Regions from separate parts of the Rattus norvegicus genome. Here region 1 is linked to region 2. The links are chromatin contacts, called in public Hi-C maps. All regions are on one chromosome and are shown on one strand. The core of a region is the stretch at or near the end of the contact, and the rest is flanking DNA. Distances in the headings are between cores, read along the strand shown.

Region 1 (4,862 bases), core at 1,716-4,215, 170 kb before region 2:
CAGGCTTGGGGTGGGAGGCTGAGGTGGTGTTTGATGAGGATGTCACCGCTAAGACTGCATGTTCCACAGTCTCTCCCTCTCCGTACATTGTCCAGATTCGTATCTCCACATTGTTTCTCATCTACTCCTGGAGGAAGCTTCTCTGAGGATGGCTGAGTTAGACACAGATCTTTGGGCATAGCAGAATGTTGTTAGGAATCATTTTGTTGCTGCATTCCCAGAAACATAGTATTTGGTTTGTGATTAGACACATGGCCTATCCAGTCCCCAGTTCTGGGCCACCTGAGCAGTGGGCCATGCATTCAGAGTGACTGGGACCGCTTATGTGCATGGATTCATCTCCCATGAATTCTCATTGCACAGGGTTACTAATCGAGCACAGATGTCCTTTGGTGAAGTACCAAAGGGGCTAACATGGAAAACTGTTGGAAACATTGGCACTCTGTTGTGTTTTCCTGTCCCAGGAATGGCAATGTCCTTTAAATTTCATAATCTGTTTTTCAAAGAAAAATCAAGGGCTGGATTCCAGGTTATGTGTTCAAAGTTCCTGTGGAGAGTAGACAGTAGCAGCTGTTTCCCAAAGGGGCTTGCACTGAATTTGACAAGGCATTACATTACCTTAGGAGGCCGTCATAACCGTCTGTTCCTGCCTTTGTTTCTTCTATGTAACACAGCGGAGAACCTGCCTTCCATAGTTAGAGTTTATTTGACTGTATTCACCACCCATTTTGGTGGGCTGTTTCGGCAGCAGCATTTATATAAGATTTAATTAAGGCGCCATATTATTATAGACAACTCTTCAGCATGCTAGCACACAAATTTGCTCATGTTTGGGGATGAGAAAGAAAACCAGAATCTTTATGTTAGAATATTGGCTTCTGGTTCACATTATGCTTAACGTGGGTTTTGAAGAAAACAATTAGTCAAGTGCGTACATTTCCAGTGTATTTTTAGAATAGACAAAACAACGTGGCATAAAATTGTGTAAGGGATGATTTGTGGCAAAAAGAACTAAAAATATGTTTCAATAGCTTATTTTTACCCAATATAATGGTTTAATTTTTCATGTCAGAAGCCATACAGTGTACAGTTGGTATAGTTTCCATAGGAAATACGCAACATATTTACCAGCTGCCTGGATATTTAAAAATACTATCTAACTTAAAGTGAATGTTCTTCTCATTTGGCTAGACAAGAGATTTTTAAAGCTGTATTTTATTTTTAGCTCACAGAGACTAAGGCAGCAAGACATAGGGCCTGCCTAGGTCTGCACCAGATCCTCTGTGTATGTTATGACTGTTAGCTTGGTGGCTACCTAAGGGTGTTAGCGGGTGTGTCTTGGACTCTTTTGCCTGCTCTTGGGACTGTTTCCCTCCTGTTGGGTTATCTTGTCCAGCCTTGCTATGAGGGTTCTCCTTGCCTTACTGTTTCTTCTTTTGTCCTGCCTGGGTTTTGTCTGCAGTTCGGTTGTTTGTAGACCTCTTCTTTTCTGAAGAGAAATGGAGTGGGGATGTAGCTGGGAAGCAGGGAGGTGGGGAAGGCTGGGAGGAGTGAAGGGAGGAAAACTGTGGTCAGGATGGATTGTATAAGAAAATAATTTATTTTCAATTAAAAACGATTTATTTTATTCTATTAATATGTCTGTATGTGGAGTGGGGGGATACGCACATGAACGCTATTATGTAACAGTGAGAAGCTGGCATTGCATTCCACAGAACTGAATTAATAGTGGTGAGTCACCCAGCATGGGCTCTGAGAACCAAACTTGGGCGCTCTGCAAGGGCAGCAAGTGCTCTTGAGTACTAAGCTGCATATCCAGTTCCAAACTGAGGACTTTCCAAACTTGTCAGATTCTCCAAAATGAGAAAAGGAAGTGTTTACAGAGACGCTGGCTTTGACATGACCGAATTTGAAGGAGCTTATGGGATGAGTTGTAGAATTGTACTATTGGGGCCATTACACTCCCAGCCCTGGATCTCCATTTTGGATTCTCCAGCTTTGCTAAGTAGACATCATTAGAACTTAAATTGCCTGGAGAAATGAAAAATAATGGTCTTGGGTTGCATTCTTGTTAAAGGACTAAAATGTCTCCAGTTACGTATAGGAGTGTGATTTGTCAATACTGGGAAAACAGGCATGCTAAGATCTTTCCTCTTCAAGACTTAGTTGATTGTCGTGTGTGCGTGCGTGCGTGTGTGTGTGTGTGTGTGTGTGTGTGTGTGTGTGTGTGTTAGTGTGTGTTTGCTTGTGTGTGTGTGTTAGTGTGTGTTAGTGTATGTGTTTGCTTGTGTGTGTGTTAGTGTGTGTTTGCTTGTGTGTGTGTGTTAGTGTGTGTTAGTGTATGTGTTTGCTTGTGTGTGTGTGTGTGTTTGTGTGCAAGTGTGTGCACACAGGTGCATGTGCCAGTGCATGTAAGGGAGAGGGCTCTCATGTAGCACAGGGTGCCTTGAACTTGCTATGTAGCTGAGGATGACCTCGAACTTCTACACTTTCTGCCTCCATGTACAGTATGCTAAGATTAAAGGCCTGCGTCATAATGCTGGTTTAAGTGTTACTGGAGATTGAACCCAGGGCCTTGTGCCTGCTAGGCAAACATTACCACCTGAGCCACATCTCATTCCTCTTGACTTCATTTTGGAGGAGTATGGTACAATGAATGTGTAAGTCATGTTGTCAGGAAAATGTGCTTAAGTACGGTTGTTCTCTATTTTTAGAAACATATAGAACAGTGTATCACTAATTCACTAAATATTTTATTTACTTTATTCCAAATTCGAGGAGGATACAAAAGAATCAATAGATTGTTCTTGTATTGAAGTTACATGGGTAGGGATGTGGAGAGAGAGGAGGGGAAAATATGATCAATACTCAGTTTTTGAAAAAAATTTAATTAGAAAGCGCTCATAATGCTTTAATCTGAGTGTCATTCTAATTCTGTGAGTGGCATTGACCATAATATGCCAGCAGGTGGCAGTATAGGATTTTTTTCCTCCACCAAAACCAGTCAGTCTTGCAGAGTAGGGGTTAGGTTAAAAATTAAAGGCTCCTTTCAAAGCTTTCTTTGACCGAGCTACAGAGTGTGTGCAGCATGGCAAATACACATTTGTGGGTTTCTGGCTTTGTCTTGTGTCACTTGTATTCAAAACTGCAGTGAAGGCATTTGTAAGTTAATACCAGAAAGCTTGTTTCTACCTGTCCTTGGTAGAAATATCTTGCTACCACCCATCAGTAACTTTAAAATGCAGGGGCTACAGAGTTATTTTTCTACTGTTTATTTATGCTAATAGTAATGTGCCTACTGTTAATATAGAAAATTATGCTTATTGGAATATCACAGACTTTTTCATATAAGATTTACATTTTAGCAGTTTATCAAGCAGGGAGTGCTTCCCTTCAGTGTCGAGTTTTGTTTTTCTCATTTATCTACTAGGAAACGCTTAAGCAGCAAGGTGTGAGAGCATTGACTTCCAGGGTGGTGGGAAACAGCCAACAGCCTTTCATGCTCTTGCCAGATTTTCCTGGGAAAAACATGCAGTTCTATCTTTGGAAGCTTTATCTCAGAATCACATTGCCCTGTGTGCCCTGAGCAGGCTGGTGGCAGGAGGGACAAAGGGCATCTTTGCCAGGCACAGCTCTCAATTCCAGAGGTTCTGTCGGGAAAAGCAACTCCCCAAATCTAAAAAAAGAACAGAGAGATAGCACGGTGTTTACTCAGATTAATACATCTTGCCAACAGGAAAACATCTGACTTCTTTGTTTCTTTTTGTCTATTTGTTTGGCTTCACTTTATCTTCTGAAACTGAATTTAAAAAAAAAACCCTGTGCAGAGAACTTTTATGTGCCCAATGGTGTACAAGAACCACAGAGCCTTGATAGCGACTCACAGAGGGCTATGTGACTAGGTTAGAAGTTGAAACACGTGTTTTTGTTTGTTTGCTTTTTACTTTATTTTCTTTTTGTCATCCGATGCATGTGCATGAATTTTAATTTCATCTGTTTATTCTTCATGAAGGCAGAAGAGAATTTCATGTTAGCTGAGCACTGTTATTTAGAATCCAGTAAAAGTTGGGTTGTTTATCACTCTGCAACATTCAGGAATGTCATTGTACAATGTCTGTTTCTCAGGAATGATCCAGATTGCACACAACTACTAAAAGACTTTCCTTTAATCTGAGCCCTATGTCATTTTACCTTTGAGTATCTATCCTCTTGGAAACTCTCTAAGGATCTCTGACTGCAAGACTGAAGCCAAAGCCACTTAGGATTCCAGAACACTGTCTCCTCTTTGTAGGAGAAGATCTGATCATCCCAAGTAACTTGACCTGTTGCATTGAAACTGTTAACACAAGAAAGACATGTCCAGGGCCCCAGATGCTATGAACTAAGAACTCTGTCTGTCTGTCTGCCTATTACCAATCATCCATCTGTCTAACTATATACATACATATCTATGCATGTACTTATGTGTGTTTATATGTATGTATATACTTCTGTCTACCATCTATCTACTATCTATCTATCTATCTATCTATCTATCTATCTATCTATCTATCTATCTATCTATTATCTATCTATCTATCTATCTATCTGTCATCTATTATCTTCATCAGCATCTGGCTGGCTGTTATCTGTCTATTTGAGGTCAATCGAAGCAGAGTAGGATGATGTTATAAATAGAGATAGTTTTCCCTTAGCTAGAACTTTTGGCTACTCATTAATCTGACTGGATCTTGTTGACTTTACTTTTGCTAATAAAGCAAGAAAAAAGTTTTGAGTTTAAATACTAGAGTCAAAACTAGATCTTTCTTTGAACTAGCCACTTAAGCAAGGCTTGTCATTCAGGAGAATATTGTGACTTACAG
Region 2 (5,391 bases), core at 886-3,385:
AAGAAGGCCATTATAGCTGCCTCTGTCCCCTAGTTTTAAAAAATGCATAGGAACAAAACTAACAGAATTTCAAAGTTGTTTTAAAAATATTTTAGAATCTAACCCAAATAACATATAGTAATTTCCTACAATCACACTTTGCAAAATAAGCTTTAGCCATGTGATTTTCGTCCATTTCAGTCCTTCTCAACCTCAGCACATCGACTTATGCAAGGGTTTGAAAAGTAAGGCTGACACTCAGGCGATCCCTAAATCAGTTTGTGAACCTGGGCGTGAGCATGGCCCTGTTTCTTCTCAATATAACTCAACTCCCAGTGAGCAATCAGCTTTCTGCTCTCCAAACGCAGGCCTGGAACAGCTTAGTCTGAGTTCCTTAGTGATTTCAGCCATTGCTTCCTGAGTGCTTCCAGCCTCATCAAGGGGTCCACGATTCCAAGACAGAGGAGATGAACACTGACCTAAAGGCCGAAAGAGTGGACATTAATAATGCCTTCCCTAGAATTGTAAGCAGCTTCTGCTCCAAAGCTGATTAACAACCCCTAAGGAATTCCTCTATTAACCACTGTGCTTACCCTACTGCCATTATAGATTTGAACTCATTAAACAGCTATGTACATCTTTTATAAACCAGCATTGTTTACTGTGCTTCCTGAGATTTAGCTAAAATAATGCTCACTGAATGCACATTAAAAGAATAAACTGCATATAATGATTAAAACTTATAAGGCAAACTTTCTGATGTCTCGGGATGTGTTTAATTGTGAAAGGTACTTTCGCAATCAAACTCTCCATTTGGTAAAGATACACATTTGGATATAATTAACTTGTCTTGAACTATATCATGAGATCGTTCCATAGGCTTTAGAATTTTATTTACTGCATGATAGGATGAGAAGGTTAAATCTTTCCTTTCAGTAAAAGGCATGCCCCTAAGTTTCTCACAAGGATAAATGACAGTTGATGCAATTTACACCCACTAAGATTTCAGTAACTTGATGCGATGGCTTTGGCAGCAAATTTACCAAATGTAAAGCATCAAGTTGCCTGGAGTCCCAGAGGTCCCCACAGACTTCCCTCGGGATTGTGCCAGGATAAAAGCCTAGAGTTTTCCATCAGTGACTACCTGCTTTGCCAAAACTGAACTATTTTAGGATCTTTTTTTCAGGCAGGGGTTTATATCCTACAGCAAGTGTCTCTGACCCAAACCTTTAGGAGAGAGAGAGAGAGAAAGAGAGAGAGAGGGGGGGGGAGAGAGAGAAGCTGGAGGAGGATAAAATGATCAAATTCTATGAAAAAAATTTAATTAAAGGGAAATGAAAAAGATCCTCCGTCCATATCATTCCAGCTCCAGGTGAACTACTCTAAAACATTTCCCTACTTTACTGTTCTGTTCTCCAAATCACTGTACCCAGCTTTCTCCCACTGCAGGAAATAATTTATGTAAAAATCACCCATTCAGGAACAGGACAGTGAGGAAACAATAACCATTACCCAAGACAGAAGGAAGATTTTGAAAGCATGATTCACCTAAGCCAGGTAGCGTGTTCACAGAAATTATCAAAGTGGATGCACGATGACCTAAAAGAATACACATGAGACATAAAGATTGCATTGTGATAAATAATCGAAGCAGCAAATATAGTCGCCTTGAAAATACATGTGTCTTCTGTAAGAGACTTCAAGGGAGAGCAAGTTATGCGGATGAATTGTTTTAGCTGATGGCTTGAAAAGCTCAGCCACAGGCAGAACACTAAGCCAGCAGTGTCCTGTTGTCCACACACTCCACCCTGTCTTCAGGGACAGAACTTGGGACAAGAGGTATCAGCAGTAAGCAGTGGCGAGATGATATGACAAAACTATCACATCGTCACAGGATGTTGAGTCAAAGTTGTTCGCCTCCTGTTTTAAGTCCTGAAACTAAGGATCTCCTGGTGGAATGAGGCATTGTTTGCAGGGGACTCCCTTCCATGCACAAGGCCACCCACTTCCATTCTCGCCAAGATACAGGAGAAAATGTACCAGTCAGCTACCGAGTGCTGATACGATGAGAACAGGAAGATACTACTCAACAGCGTTTGCGTCTGTCCTTACTCTCCAGTGTGACTCTGAGCTGTCCTTGTGACCAGCTATTTCACTGAGGAACTTCAGAAGTGAGGCGTCTGACCCACAGAGAGTTACGTAAGATGCACAGTCACACAGCTGGGAAGTAGCTGACTGGGCTCTGAGCCAGCTCTAGGGTCGGTGACGTAAATCATCAGCCCCTGGCTCTATCAGAACCTTCCGTTTGAAACTTATTTGCCTTACAAGCAAGATTAAATATTTGCAAATAATTTAAATAGAATGGTATGTGAACAGGTGAACACAACATTTTTTGCAGGGCACAAAATAATGACTTTTACAAAATAAGGCAAAAGTCATTTGACTGCTCTGGGGTCTTATAAATATTAGTGAAGCCATTTCTTAATTTGTGTATGTGGAGATGTGAGTGCAGGTATCTTAGAAGCATCACATCCTTGGGGGCTAAAGCCATAGGCAGCTGCGACCTGCCTGGCCTGTGTGCTGGGGACACCAGACCCTAAGCAAGGGAGTGAGCACTGTAACCACCGACCGACCGCAGAAACCAGTATTTTGTTCCATCCCATTGTAAACTTGTAATCGATTTTATTGTTTTCTCAAGTAATAGAAAGTCTAGATTTTATAAATTGAGCACCAATCTAAACTCTTTTCGAAGTTACAATACAGACTAGGATCACTGTGACTTCTCAGCTGTTCTCTTCTGACTGTGATTTTCACCTTCCAGGTTACATGATGAGTTCAAAAGCAAAAGTCAGGCGTTTTCCCAAGAGCTTTTGTCATAGAAAGCCATGCAATATCTCTGGTTATGAGTCAATGGCCTGGGTCAATGAATGCAGCGAATACTAGTCGTATGAAAAACTGCAAAAGATTTCTTAAAGTGACATTGTTTGATAATCAGACAATACGGTGATTCTTCCTCACAAAGGGAGTTTAAACTGGATACGGAGGAAGCCACTAGAGGTCTTTGTAATTCTTTTGGACAGAAAGCCACAGCCAACCAAAGGATCTCTTAGGAAACTTCATACTTTGGCCACAATGCATGTGACACAAGTACTCAAAATTACCCACATTTCCCAGTGTGTATAACATCATACAATTCTAAATATGCCATTTGTCAGGTTTAAGTTTCCTAAAGTGAAATTAAGATAGGAAAAAAAACTAAAGTAAAAAATACTATACACACATTGTTTGTGATGAGGCATAAGAGTTATTTAAAGGTCCATAACCCTTAATATAAAAAAGATCAGAATAGACTGGTAATTATAATCCCATATATACACGGGGATGGTAAGCCATTTTTTTCCACCTTACCACTTAATTATATAATAATAGTTTTCTATTTTGGTTGGTTCTCTTTTCCTACATTGCAATAGAGATTCTAAATATGAAAAAAAAATTTCCAGGTCAAATAGTTGGTTTTGGCACAGAAGCAGCAAGTAAGGGTCCACCGCCCTGCTTTCATTTGGTGGACTTCAGAGTGGTACCTCCTTGGCTTTCAGTCATGGTGTTCAATAGTGAAAGGTTTAAGGAGCTTGACTGGCATATTGAGCACACTGTCAGCTGGCAACTGACAGCCCTGGGTGCTGAGTGAATATTGGAGGGTACCAAAAGTCTGGCAACCTAACAGAAATGGAGCCTTGGAAGTCTTGGTGAAAATGAATAAGACATAAATAAGAACCAATGTTCTTAGACCCAGAATTGCTCTTGTCTAAAGCAGATGCAGAGACAAAAATAGAGCAGAGACTGAAGGAAAGGCTATCCAGTGCCATCCCAACTTGGGATCACATGCACCCATGCACAGGCACTAAACCCTGACACTATTATTAATGCCATGTTGTGCTTGCAGACAGGAGCCTAGCATGTCTGTTCTCTGAGAGCTTCTACAAGCAGCTGACTCAGACAGATGCAGATACTTACACCCAACCATTGGACTAAGGTTGGGGATCCCTATGGAAGAGTTAGAGGATTGAAGGAGCTGAAAGGAATTGTAACCCCATAGGAAGAACAACAGTATCAACTAACCAGGACCCCTCAGAGCTGCCAGAGACTAAACCACCAACCAAAGAGCATACACGGCCTGGTCCATCCCTCCCCCTACATATGTAGCAGAGGACTGTCTTGTCTGGCCTCAGTAGGAGAGTATGCACCTAATCCTGTAGAAAGTTGATATACCACAGAAGGGGGATGCTGGCTGGGGTGAGGTGGGAGTGGGTGGGTGGGGGAGCACCCTCTCAGAAGCAAAGGGAAAAGGGAATGGGGTGAACAACTCGGGGAGGCAAACTGGAAGGGGCAACATTTGGAATGTAAATGAATAAAATAATGTAATAAAGAGGAGACAATCTCTCCTTTACATTGTGATGAAGACTGGATGAGAGATTCACTGGATCAGAAATCAACCTGTGTTCTGCCTACTTCTAACTTGAGGAAAATAACAATCTCTGTGATCTAAAGCACAACACATAAACCAATCAGTGTACTAATAATGATTGCTACCTTCTTTGACAATTCTTTTTCTTGAGCATCAGACACTCATAAATATAACTGAGTCCTAAACCTCCTCATAAAGTGCTAATTAAAAACTTACAGACCAAGCCTCTGAAGAGCCTGCACTGTGAGGTCTGTAATTCTAAATTGTTGCAACACGGTGGCTTTGTCTTCTTGGGGAGGATGCAAATGCCTTGCCAGACGTGGAACTCTAAGGGGAACAACAAGGGGAAGGATCATCTGTCTAGTCTGCTCATGCATTCAGTGGAAACGAGGTAGACCCTAGACACATGGCTGTACTTGGTGCTGACCACGAATTGAAAAGGAACCAAGAGTTTGATTTTGCTGTCATTGTGGCTGCACTTTTTTTATACATTGGTCCAGAATATCTAGTTGGGATTTCATCGAGGAGAAGCTTAGCATTGTTTGAGTTCCTTTTCCCACAGCAGTGCTAAAAGTGATCAGCCACAAAAGATAAACAAGGAACATTGCTCTTCCTGTATTGTACAATACTTGTTTAATCTGTGGACAGCAGCGTTGCTGGACTGAATACTGACTGTAACAATGACCTTCTGCAGAGTTGGCTGGCTTCGAAGCCTGTGGGCTTCTCTTTGTTGATAATAGAATATTTTCTAGATCAGGACTTGTTAAATGGCAGACTTTGTAGACTAATGGGCATAAGCCATTCACTCACTACTATATGGTCAGATTTGGTTTAGTTGATTGGAATTCTTTAAGCCAATGGATGGCTTAATTTCAGCTTCACTAGGCTTTTGTTTCTTACTTAAAGAAGCAGAAAAGATAAATGTAAGTTTAAAGAATATCACTGAA

Evidence for each region. Hi-C and Micro-C count contacts between places; a contact is called where the count stands out from the background.
Region 1: a Hi-C map of hepatocytes shows a contact between it and region 2, with 2.8 times the contacts expected there. The contact joins two enhancer-like sites. A contact is called at or near these places in 3 of 12 Hi-C or Micro-C datasets (hepatocytes, liver and mammary epithelial cells).

The regions. Positions count from the first base shown.
Region 1 is chr2:13,382,019-13,386,880 of GRCr8, reverse strand. All of the region lies in intron 84 of Adgrv1 (adhesion G protein-coupled receptor V1), which reads left to right. Among named protein-coding and RNA genes, the nearest start is that of Rnu1-149, 260 kb to the right of the region's middle. Within about 2 kb of position 2,965, at least 9 of the 93 cell types and tissues checked have an H3K27ac peak or open chromatin away from gene starts, as enhancers often do. A contact at or near this core is called in hepatocytes and liver, where this site is marked.
Region 2 is chr2:13,210,620-13,216,010 of GRCr8, reverse strand. All of the region lies in intron 86 of Adgrv1 (adhesion G protein-coupled receptor V1), which reads left to right. Among named protein-coding and RNA genes, the nearest start is that of Rnu1-149, 86 kb to the right of the region's middle. Within about 2 kb of position 2,135, at least 37 of the 93 cell types and tissues checked have an H3K27ac peak or open chromatin away from gene starts, as enhancers often do. A contact at or near this core is called in hepatocytes and liver, where this site is marked.